Regions from separate parts of the Danio rerio genome. Here regions 2 and 3 are each linked to region 1. The links are chromatin contacts, called in public HiChIP or PLAC-seq and Micro-C maps. All regions are on one chromosome and are shown on one strand. The core of a region is the stretch at or near the end of the contact, and the rest is flanking DNA. Distances in the headings are between cores, read along the strand shown.

Region 1 (4,203 bases), core at 844-3,343:
ATTGAACTCCATTTTATACAAACCCCTACTGTAGGTCTAGATACAAGTGCTAAAATCTCTCTTTAAACAAGACATCAGACAAGTGTGTTACCTACTTTTGCATTTGCCTTGATACTGGACCTCCAGATCCGGGTGCCCTTTGCATTTGGACTTCAAAAGGGCACATTCATCCCGGTATGTTTTTCCATCTGAGCCACAGACGGGCCCTTTCCAGGTGACGTTAGAGCAGTCTGGAGCACAGACGCAGCGAGGTTTACTCCTCCTGTTCATTTTGCATCTCTTTCCAGGACCACAGTCCACATTATCACACGTCTCTGAAATTCACATGGTTTGTAAAACTCTATTATTATGTATTATGACATACATTTGGTAGCCTATAAATTATCGTATGTGAAAGATGTGATGGAGAACAGGAATGTCTTATTATGCTTTACTTTTATTTATATGATTACTTTGTAATAATAAATACTTTGTAATTAAATAATTACTTTGTTTTATTTCATTCAATACTGACGGGATCGTACCTTTACAAGGTATGCAGTTTGGAGCCCCGCCATTGAAGATCATCCACCTGAATAATGTGCTGTTTGGCACATCTTCCTCAGTCCAAGATGTACCGAGCCTCCCACTCCGGCAACATTCCTCCCGACTCATCCCAGGCATGTAGAGAACCTGACATCTCCCGTTCTTGCCCTGTTGAAGCCAGCAGTTACCAGCTGTAAACAAAAAGAAAAAGAGCCAGTCGTATTAAAGTCTGAAGCCAATGACCCAGACACAACACGTGCAGCCTGTATTAGCTGGAGCTCTCCTGCTCCCCCTCCCCCGCTGTATTTTGTCTGATTTTTTTTTTCCCCAATGTAATGCGACTATTTTACACTTGCGTGCCTTCACCCAGACAAGTCAAGGTGCTCCGGGAATACGCTTTTCCTGTCGTCGATTGTGTAAGGGCGCGCAGAGATTTATTGTCTGAAAGTAAGTGTCAGCTTGACAGACTCGTACCTATTTAAACAATGTGCACGGCAGTCTAGACTCCAGTTCCTCGAGCGCTCCCTGTGCCAACTGTCTGCGCTCATCGCCTTTCAGCACACACTTACAGGAGCGCTGCAAACGCGTTTATTTGCCGCCCAGAATACGCTTCGGATGTTTGTATTTTTATTCTTTCAACTGTCGGGTCAAGCCTGGGGGGAATCAGTCGTGTTTATGTATTAAATTAGGCATTCGCGCCGGGGAGACCACGAGCCAGACAATCCAATTAAATCTTACAGTCACGCGAGCTCTATCAAACTTTGTTTTCTAAAAACGACTGTGTCGTTTGGATGACACGAACGCAAAAGCATCCTAATAATTAAATGCATAAAAATGGCACAATTTTTTTGCATTAAGTCCAGTGATTTATTTTTTTATTTTTTTTGGAAAGCCAGACGAGGTAGGCAGTGTCTAATTTCACTACCTACTATTAGAGGAAAAATACAATCGAACGTCTAATGCATACACGCAGCTTTATTTAAATATGATTCTATATAAACCCTTCATTATTGCTAGAAAATAACACCATTAAACATTTTATTTGCTTTTATCACAATCATCAAGACAAGAAATGCATCTCACTGTTCTTATAATTATGACAATATTGAACACTTATTTTAGGTCAATAAAACGTTCTGTTACATTAGTATCTACCTCCGGATTGAACACAGTGTGTTTTTGTATTTGTTTAAATAATGGTGCATGTAAAGACGCACCTGTCTCGAGGACACCAATGCAGGCGCAAGCCAAAAACTTTACAGTTGTCTTGCATTAAAGCAGCTCCTTTATTCTAAAGCAACATTTTCATTCTAAAGCAAGCCAAAAATTCACATCTAAAGCATTTAAAAAATAATTTTGAATACACAAATAAGGAAATAAAAGAAGAAAAGTGCACTCACCTTGCACTTTTTGATCTTCAATCAAATAACAGAGCCAAAAGAGTAATAAAATCATTCCCGGGTGGAGCTGCTGACGCTTTAGCATCCTTAGCATGTTTAAAGAGAGAAAGAGTAGAGAGACGAGCAGCGCAAAAGTAATCTTCTTACTCAGGCAGTGCTGAATGAACGCAGCTCTCGGAGTGCCACCTCTTTTTAAGTGTATAAGGGGTCTCGGGCCGACTGTCTGTGGTGTGGGCGGTCTTCCTCTCTGTGGGGGTGGGGAGAAACTGTTTTTTCCCCAACTTCTTTCAATCCAAATCAGGTGACATAGCTGCTTGAAACTTTCTCTTGCCCCTAAATCACTTCAGAGTTTTGCTGCATACTGAGTCGCAGGAAGTATAAATAAAAATGGCCCAATTTCTAACCAAGCAAGAGCTGTGCTGCTGATGGAGGTCCACGACTGATGGATGCGTCTGGTCCAGTTTCACATTTAGGCTCACCCCGGTTTAGCCTCAACAAAAGGGACATGTTTGAAAGTGCTCGGTGAGATCTGATGAACATAGCTACGTGTGCGACTCTGTACGAATTATACAAATGCACGCCGATAGTCAGTCACCGCAAACCTTTAGGGAATGTCACAACTTTCTAGGCCATGACAGGTCTGATTAACAGTAGAGGGTGTCATTTAATACAAGGTTACGGCTGAAAGGTGATCTGCGCAGGGAGACAATGGATTACAGAATAAAAGCAATAAATGCTATTATTAGAAGAGACAGGTGTTGCTGTTTCCCTTCGGGATCACGATCTATATCCTATTCAATTTCCGAGCGGCGGCGGCGCGAGTCAGACTACACACGGCATTCATTTCCATAGAAGTGAGACACGCGAGACCGACTGGAGCAAGATTTTCCCGGTGGCGGAGGAGCACGCGCGACCTCTTCTGCAAGAGTCTTGAACCACACTAAACACACACCTGCACCATTACCTTCAGGTAGCCAGCCTACATACTGAGAGTCGTTGAGGAAAAAGTCGGAGTAACACTGTGTTCGGTCAAAACTTACTACTTGTATAACAAACATTATGAATGGCGAGTGAATCTTGATTGAAAACTAATACACGTGCAATCTACCTAAACTGACGACTATAATGCCTATTCAGTACTGTATTTACCACTGATATATTAGGGCCTAATTCAGTAGCCTATTTTTTTACTCAGTAGCCTATTTTTTTATTTATTTTTTTACTCTTACTCTTTTGATTGAGTAGTTTATTGAATAGTTTCACACTTTCTTACATGTTTGAGTTTATAGTAGCCTAATAAGTCCACTTTGTTGTCAAATAGCTTGTAAATCATGCTTAGATCACTGCAGATTCTATTTGACTCCTTTATGGAAAAAACAGCGGTTGCGATTTTTAAAGATAGGCCTAATACACATGCCCTTCACTCAGCATTTGAATTGTTACCATCAGGACGCAGGTTCAGAATTCCTAAAGCCTGTAGAAATGCTTCTAAAAATTCATTAATCCCAATTGCATTTGTTGTCTTAAATAGGATTACTGTTTGAAGGTCTAAATTGGTTTTTAAACGTTTAACTTATGTTGTTGTCTTGATGATTGTTGTTATTGTGTGCTTGTTGTATGTATGCAACTGTTGTCTTAAATCCAGTGTTACAGACCAATTTCCCTTCTGTGCCAAGCAGAACAAACAATAAAGTTTAAACTTTGTAATTCATTAATTATTACCCAGACAAAAACACATCAAATCTGGATTTTTGAGTATTTTAATTTCAGACTTGAATCCTTTTCTCTTTTGTATAATACTTCATTAGCAGATGGTAAACATTTTCCTAATTCTGAATATTTAATATTCAAGTAAACCTGTTTTTTAATCCAATTATTCATTCACTTTCTTTTTGTCTTAGTCACTCTATTAATCCGGGGTCGCCACAGCAGAATGAACTGCCAACGGGGAGAACATGCAAACTTCACACAGAAATGCCAACTGACCCAGCTGGGATTAAAACCAGCAACCCACCGAGCCACCGTGATGTCCTAAATCCAATTGAAGTAAATGTAATACAGCTGCAACATTAAGAATACATTTAAGTTCCTTTGGTAGAATACCATAACACACTAATAAAATAATAATGACAAAACTAGTTGTTTGAGACGATACTTCAAAGTATAGTTGCTTAAACAAAAAATGCTAGCTATTGAACTAGTACATTACATGTATGTCTACGTTCACTTATAATAGGTGCCATATATAAATAAAAATAAAACATAAATCAACGTTTAC
Region 2 (4,203 bases), core at 525-3,024, 320 kb before region 1:
TTATTTCACAGAAATTTTACAAAGTGTGTTGTATACTGTGAATTCTTTGGTCACATCCATAATGCATGTTCATTACCCTCATTTAAAATATGTTTACAGATTGATATTTTTCTGCTTCCTTAACTCTGTGGTTAGTAGGCATGGGACGATAACCATTTTAAAGGTATACCACGGTTTTGAAATAGTAAAGGTTTTAAAACCACCAATTCTTTTTGCTATACCATTCCTACGATATATGTAAGGATTTTCATGTACGTTTTTCTTTTTTGTTTGTTTTTTAGAACAACAGAAAAGATATCCAAAAAATGTTTTAAATGGTAAAGAAATCTGTGTTTTTGAAACTAAAGAAGACAGCAGAGGTCAATGATTCATTTAAATTATTTAACCTGACATGATTACTGCTCCAAAATACTTTAAATATTTCTCAAAATAAACTATATTGTGTTCAAAGGGGGGAAAGTTTTAGTTTTTTACCCAGACATTTAAATAGAATATATTTTAGAGCAGTAACCACAATACCATCCAACCGTGATATTTTTTATAAAAGGTTATCATACCGTCAGAATCATATACCGGCCCATGCCTAGTGGTTAGTTTTTTTTTTTGGGACCTATAAACAGATGTTTCACTATAGTATTAAATTCTCTGTGAATACATGTTTCAGGTTTCTGCTGCAAATGTCACATCCATAACACTTAAATGCTCAGATACAGAGGGAAATTGAAGTACAGACACAGTCAAACATACAGACATACAGACAGACAGGCAGATGGATGGAATGGATGGAGTATGGACATCTGGGGTATATTGTCAGCCAAAGTAAACTCTGTACAGTACATACAGTTGACAAAAATTAAACCAGTAAAAGTAAACAAAACGTAAAGGTTAAAGACAATATACGCATTTTGTGAATATACATTATTATAAATTATAATAAGCATACAAGGACAAAAATCATACGTTATGACAATGTAAATATACAGGAAAATTATAATAGCACGAGAGAGGAAAATAACATCGAATATCAAGCGGATTATAAAATATTACATGACATATCATCGTGTTTGTAAACTGACAGCGGCTAAAAACAAATCCAGTAACGTTACAGTCGTGGATGAGGCGATATCCTCAGTGACAGTGCGAGCTCACAACACAATTACAGCTCACCAGACACCGCCTAAATAACCTCAAAATGAGCCATAATAATCACGCATACGATTAACTAGAGCTCTTTCGCAATAAGCTACAGTATTTGTGAATTGTCTCCACATGAATGATTATTCGCCTGCAGCTAACGTTAACAGGCTAGCGTAGTCCACCTATCTATCCTATCCTAGCCACGGCTAATCGCCCGGCTACACACAACCCGAACTGTGCGTTTCATTTCCAGCAAGCAGGACTGCATGGACAACCATTTATATAAACCGAATGCCATCTTTACGTTTGTCGAAATAAATAATAACGGAGCTGTGTTTTGGAGGAAGAAAGCTAGCGTGTGTGCGCGCCTGTGTGTATGTGTGTGTTTTGCATGTCTCCAGTGTATCCGCATATCCATGAGAACTCACCAGACCAGCCGATGCGATCAAGCTTAACTGAGAACCGCTTTAAAGAGACCCTCTCGCGCTCTTCAAGTCCATATTTCACGGCTGATGCCACTGCTTTCTAGGCGATCGCTGGCTGTGGTAAATCAGCTAGCTAGTGGCCATATTTAATCCTCGACATCCCAAACAACACAGGCTCGAGCTCGTCCCAGCAGCTCCAGCTCTACTTCATCTGAGCTGTGTGGTGGGAGACGCTGCTTCACTCAGAGCTCGCCGGAGGTGGAGTGTCATTACACGGGAAACAGCGACACCTGCTGGTCTGAAACAAACCGGTGGCCTGCACACTGCAGGTGAACGGGGGGAAATAACTCATATTTATCAGCATATTTCCCTCGGTTGTTTGCCTACAGTAGCAACGACAAATATGCTATTTGTATTATACATTTCCAGTGTTATGTTTAAATATCCAAACAAGACATTATTTAATGATTGAATATGCAGTAATTTGCACACATTTCTTGCCCAAAAATCTAAATTGAAGGTTTAATTTTTTTGATAATAGACAATTTTTTAAAAAAATACCAAAGTTAGCCAGACAATTGTGTACATATTGAGGCATTAAGAAGCCTAGCTCTATATTAAAATAAAAAGTCTGAACTGCTGTAACACTGACTAATCTTAAAATATTACATTTCATTTAATTTTCGGTTGTCTTTTTATTAATCAGGGGTCGCCACAGCGCAATGAACCTCCAACTTAACCAGCATATGTTTTATGCGGGTTGCACACACGTATTCGCACAAACACTAAGGACAATTTAGCTTATCCATCTCATCTATAGAGCATGTCTTTAGACTTGTGAGGTAAGCACCCGGAGGAAACCAACAGGGAGAACATGTAAACTCCACACAGAAACACCAACTGACCCAGCCGAGGCTCGAGGCAGCAACCTTCTTGCTGTGAGGCGATTGTGCTATCCATTGCGCCACTGTGATGCCCATTTAAAATATTTTATAAAACACTAAAAAAATACTTAAATTTCATATTTGAACATGGCATAATAATGGTTAAACCTAATGATGCAGTGGGAACATATTCCTCTGTAAAAACCTTCATTTTAGACAGATTTATGGCTCAGCACAGACATTTCATCAAAGTCATTTTTAGATAATGAGGTTTAAAGATACATATTTTAAAAATACACAGTATATATAGCAATCAAAATCTACATTCAAAGAAATCAATAAAAGTGTGATCAATTCAACAGTTAAAAGTTTGTTTGAATGTTTTTTCATGGACCAAAAAAGTAGAAGCACTGCGCTGTTTTTGTATACCAAGTCTTGTTTTTATTTTCTTGTAGTAAGTAATATATAGATAAAGAAATTTGAATGAAAATTTATGATGCAGAATTAGCGTGTGTGCATGTTACAGGTGTAATCAATGTGGAAAATGTGTTGAATTGTAATCTGTTTATATTTAATCATTTTATCTGTAATAACAGACAATATAACTATGCTATAATTCATTTGACATCTGTTTTGGCTAAATTATTTTCATATACTGATAAAAGATTTAAGCATATTCACCCGGTTTAAGGAGTTTCCTTACAGTTGAATCTAAATATATTTAATATTAATAACCAATAATAAACTCATAACAAATAAAAAATTTATACAGCTGACATTTCCTCCAAATTACAAATAATGTAATTAATTTTTTTTCTTCATAAAATCAAGGTGGGCAGAATAAAAATGTTTTTATTTGTTGTAAGTGAAAATCTGGTTTATTCCACCCAATTTTATTGTCTCATTTTCAACCAATTGTATGGTCTAAAAATGAATATAACATGTCTAAAAACATTGGCATCTTTTTGTTATTTAAAAAAAAAAAACACATACATGAAATTAGGAAGAAACATCCTCAGTAGTTTAAAGAATAAAATAAAATGTCTTATATTTTTATAGCTGTATGTATGATTTAAATAAACATTTCTTTGAAAATAATGACAATGACAAGGAAAATGTGGATGACATAAGTGAGGACAACAGTAAAACACAAACCTTATGATAAAACATTAGAATATATTATTTATATTTTATTTGTATTATTTACACAGGTAAATTATATGTATGTTTACCCACAATAAATTAACAAGCACAGATCCAACATGATTTTACGTTACCATTTTGTATAGGGAGTTATTGAAAACGGTTCTTCAGTAGAAAAGAAAATGCACTTGTGTAAGTTCACAATGTGTCAACTTACAGTGAAATGAAAAATGACATGCTATATCTAAAATACTGTGACTGTATGGCATTGAAAAATTATATTAATTTCATTACTTTAATGAAAATATCAATCAGTCAGTATGAGTCTGAAATTTACTGTACTCATGTTTAATACAGCCATAAACAGTGTGGTAAAAGTGCCTGTCTGGAGCCATAAGATCAGTGACCATGTCAGTATGGTTCATTTTAGGAATGAGATACAGAGACATCCGGATAGAAAGGGAAGTGAGGAGCTCAGAGAACCTCACGGATGATTCCACAGGAACTATGATGTCATTGGTACCATGGAACAAAGCCATTGGAGGAACCCTGAGTGAAAATCAGAGCAATAATAAAGTTTACTGTTCACTCTACAATAATAAATTGCACTGCTG
Region 3 (4,203 bases), core at 601-3,100, 270 kb before region 1:
AAATAAATCAAAAAGTATTTCATAAACAAGTAAAGCATATTGAGTTGTTTTCAGAAATAATATGTGAAAATTAAAACAAGCAAAACAATCTTTCAATGGGGTTAGCAAAATAGTCTTATTTCAAAAGGAAAAACTAGATTATTTTTCTTAGCCCATTGGCAGATTAATTTGCTTGATTTAGAACAACTCACTTAATTTTAGCATATTATTTCTTAAAATATGACCGAAGTTTTTGCTTGTCTAGAAAATCCTCTTTTAGATTATAAATAAGTTTGAGATATTTGGTCTAGAAACAAGACATAAAATGTAAGTAAGAACAGCAATTTTTTTTGCAGTATAAAGCCCCTATAACATTTAGGTTTTTATAAAATTCTCATTAAATATAGACTGCATTATATTGCTTCATTTTTACAAAATGTTTTGTTTAATAAAGTTTTATTAAACCTTCTTATTCATTAATATAAGATTGCATTCACCTAACATCTTTAGAATAATAGAAAATAATAAATTAATACAAACATATGCTGGATAAGTTGGCTGTTCATTCTGCTGTGGAGACCTCTAATTAATAAAGGGAGTAAGTTGAAAAGAAAATGAATAAATGCTATCCTAATGGTCAGCGCGTCGATATTTATAGCACAACTTTGTTTGAATTTGCATTTCACAAGGAGACAAGCTCAGCATGTGCAGAGGTTTAAACACTTTATGAGTTTGCATACACATGAGTACAATATTGAGAAAGCTTGAATAATTATTGTGTTCATGTTTGTAAAAAGTATCTATATGACAAATGTTCTTAAAGTGTTTTGAGCGTGTCATGTGTTGTTTTTATTATTGTAAAAAATAAAAGCAAGGTGTGTGTAACATGAGATCAAATACTATTGAGGTGTGCAATTATGTGGCATTAAAGAATTAAAACATCTCAAAACATAAATCTGATCAAATTTCACAAATTACTGATGCTTATTCTCTTTTGTTTCTCAGGCCCAATGGCAGGAGGCTTCAACTTTCAAGTCAATGATGGTGTAAACTTTGCTTCTAGGCAGATATTCAGTATTACAGCTCGTGCCCTGGTTCTTAATCTAAAGAAGGCTGGACCTCTTAAGGTGTTTCCAGGTAACTTTAATTAACATTAGGTGAACTTCTGGTGTATTTTGCCACAAAAGTTATATGTAAGAAAATATTCTGTGCTGTCTAACACTGTGGAATGGGAAGAATTAAAAAATACTATTATATATTAAATATACCATTGTAGGTACTGTATTTTAAAATAATGCACTGAAGTTTTAGCCTTGTTTCTTATTTAAATATCTGAAAATTCTTAAATCAAGAAATGTTTTCATGAGAACAAAAAAAATTATTAAAAAAATTTTGCGTGGAAACCTTACTAAAAGGAACGTATGCCAGAATAAAGGTTCATTTTTATTTAAAATTATATTAATGATAATGGATCACATGATGATTTTAAATAATAATGATAAGCTACATAGGTTTGCTTAGTGTTTCCTTACAGCTGTGATTACTAAATTTTGACTGGGAGATTTCGTTAACACGTTTCCACCCCCGTTTTGTGCGTACGCAACATTAATAAACATGACCAATTGTCTTGTTTTTAGAAAAATTCTTCTTGATTTAGGAATTTTTTGATAATCAGACTAGAAACAAGTCAAAAACTCAAAGTAAGAAAATATTTTTTTGCAGTGTGACGATATTCATACCATAACTTTGTTTATAATTTTAGTAATGGTCTCTTCATCACTTTTAATGGAGTGAAGAGTGAAATAACATGTCATGTTATTCACAGCAGTGAGATCAGAGTCTGGCTGCTTCACAAGCCAAGTCAGAGCAGCAGATTGACGCCTCCTTTCCGCTCTGTATAAAGTCAACAACTCTATCTCCACCCACTTGTAGCCGCTTAAGACTTCTTAGTTTCTGTCTTAGTATCAACACAGTGTGTGTCATGGTTTCTTAATCCTAGCGCAAATGATCCACGTAATAGCAAAATGACTTAAACTGTCGGGCTATAAATAGCTCAGTGGAGAAGCTGAAAAGTCCCTAAAGTTATTAGACTACAGTCATTTTCTTAATTTTAGAAACACTTAGTCAAATGCCACATCTTAGAAAATATCAGCTGCTACATCTGCCTTCAACTTTGTAAATTTTTTTAGAAGCACTGAACAAAAAGTAAACATCAGAAATAACTTTTTCCATTGTTTCACAGAAGTGTGCTTAACCGAATGTACTTAGAGTTCATTTGCCTTTAGTTCCACTTTTCTCATACAGCAACCTGATTCCCAAATGATGTTTAACAGAGGAAAGAAATGTTAACAGAATGTCTGATAATATTTTTTCTTCTTGAGAATGTTTTATTTGTCTTATTTCGCCTGGAATAAAAGCAGTTTTTAATTTTTAAAATCTATTTTAAAGTCCAAATTATTAGCCCCTTTAGGCTATATTTTCTTTCGCTAATCTACAGAACAAACCATTGATATACAAAGACTTGTCTAATTACCCTAACCTGCCTAGTTAACCTAATTAACTTAGTTAAGCCTTTAAATGGAAATAAACAGGAGGGCTAATAATTCAGGGGGCTAATAATTCCGACTTCAACTGTATATGCAACGTATAAACTGAATGTGTCATATGTATTCATATTTGGATTTCAAATATGTAAAATATACGTCAGGCGTCACGGTGGCGCAGTGGGTAGCACCATTGCTTTACAGCCAAAAGGTCACTGGTTCGAGCCTCGGTGGGGTCAGTTGGCATTTCCGTGTGGAGTTTGCATGTTCTTCCTGTGTTTGCGTGGGTTTCCTCCGGGTGCTCTGGTTTCCCCTACAGAGAGACATAGACATGCCGTATAGGTGAATTGGGTAAGCTAAATTGGCCATTGTGTATGTGTGTGAATGAGTGTGTATAAACGTTCTCAGTGATGGGATGCGGCAAAACATATGCTGTATATGGTGGCGGTTTATTCAGCTGTGGTGACCCCTGTTTAATAAAGGGACTTAGCTGAAAAGAAAATGATTAAAAATATATGTCATATATGCAACAAATGTTTAAAAATATTGCAAAATTGGCCACACTACTTCAAATTTTTTTCTGTTGAATCAAATAAACTTTTCTAGTGATCTCATCTAAAATATTAAGTTAAAGTGTAGTTGAAGCCTGATTAACTTATTAAAATAAGTTAAAGCAACATACAAATATTTGTTGTCTAGACTTTTTTCACTGCACCTACATAAATATTTTTGGGCATTTACAATTATTTACATATATGTTAAAATTTCATTAATTTTCCTTTGGCTTAGTTCCTTATCTATCAGGAGTTGCCACATCGGAATGAACCACCAACTATTCCAGCATATGTTTTACGTAGCAGATGCCCTTCCAGCCACAACCCAGTAGTGGGGAATGTTCAAATTTATTAGATATAATTATATACTTTCAAGCCTGCAATTATTCAAACCCCTGGCAAATTTTGACTTAAAGTTACTTTAATTTAATCAGCAAGTTATGTTTGTTGACCACAAATGACACAGGCCTTTGCCAAAAGATAAAAAGACGATGTACAAGAGGCATCATTGTGAAAAAAAAAACTTTTAGATTATTTACATTTGAACAAAAACTTTAGTCAGAATTTGTCAGGAGTAAGAATAATTTCAGGCTTGACTGTGTATATTCACGAATGTTCATATTTGAACGCATACATATTCAAAAGCTAATATATTAGAACAAATATATGCATATTTGTAATTCTTATGGTTGATATTTACAGTCAATTTATAAAGAGGATCAAAAATGTTTTTCAAAACTTGAGAGAATTGGTGTCATTGAACAGTTTTAGGACAACTTGAGTGAAATGATTTGATCCACTTTAAATGTTGACTACTGTGTTTGTGTGTGTGTGTGTGTGTGTGTGTGTGTGTGTGTGTGTGTGTGTGTGTTTGTGTGTGTGTGTGTGTGTGTGTGTGTGTGTGAGTGTGTGTGTACTGTGTAAGTGATGTAAGTGTGTAAGTGGCTGTTTTTGGCATGCAGGCTGCATGGATGCGTAGTAGGTAGCACTGTCGCCTCGCAGCAAAAAGGTCACTGGTTCGAGCCCCGGCTAGGTCAGTTGGCATTTCTGTGTAGAGTTTGCATGTTCTCCCCGTGTTCGCTTGGGTTTGCTCTGGGTGCTCCAATGCAGTCTAAAACATGTGCTAT

What was found. Hi-C and Micro-C count contacts between places; a contact is called where the count stands out from the background. HiChIP or PLAC-seq counts read pairs in DNA pulled down with a chosen protein or histone mark.
Region 2: a contact with region 1 is called in an H3K4me3 HiChIP or PLAC-seq map of embryo, with 4 times the contacts expected there. The contact joins the promoter of wdfy3 here to the promoter of fsta in region 1. A contact is called at or near these places in 1 of 18 Hi-C or Micro-C datasets (an unstated tissue) and 1 of 4 datasets of contacts at active chromatin or transcription factors (embryo).
Region 3: a Micro-C map of caudal fin shows a contact between it and region 1, with 8 times the contacts expected there. The contact joins the enhancer-like site here to the promoter of fsta in region 1. A contact is called at or near these places in 3 of 18 Hi-C or Micro-C datasets (caudal fin and embryo) and 2 of 4 datasets of contacts at active chromatin or transcription factors (caudal fin and embryo).

Annotation. Positions count from the first base shown.
Region 1 is chr5:41,446,903-41,451,105 of GRCz12tu, forward strand. It overlaps fsta (follistatin a), which reads right to left and starts at 2,094. Exons shown (of 5, transcript NM_131037.3): 1 at 1,926-2,094; 2 at 525-716; 3 at 96-314. The coding sequence starts at 2,019. The region is part of intron 1 of LOC141385704; the gene reads right to left.
Region 2 is chr5:41,128,523-41,132,725 of GRCz12tu, forward strand. wdfy3 (WD repeat and FYVE domain containing 3) reads right to left here and starts at 1,775. Exons shown (of 64, transcript XM_073951250.1): 1 at 1,566-1,775. si:dkey-193c22.1 reads right to left here. Exons shown (of 9, transcript NM_001100034.1): 9 at 3,616-4,138. The coding sequence ends at 3,901.
Region 3 is chr5:41,174,426-41,178,628 of GRCz12tu, forward strand. It overlaps cspg4ba (chondroitin sulfate proteoglycan 4ba), which reads left to right. Exons shown (of 10, transcript XM_073951251.1): 7 at 985-1,116. Among named protein-coding and RNA genes, the nearest start is that of cspg4ba, 28 kb to the left of the region's middle. Within about 2 kb of position 1,851, at least 22 of the 62 cell types and tissues checked have an H3K27ac peak or open chromatin away from gene starts, as enhancers often do. A contact at or near this core is called in caudal fin, where this site is marked.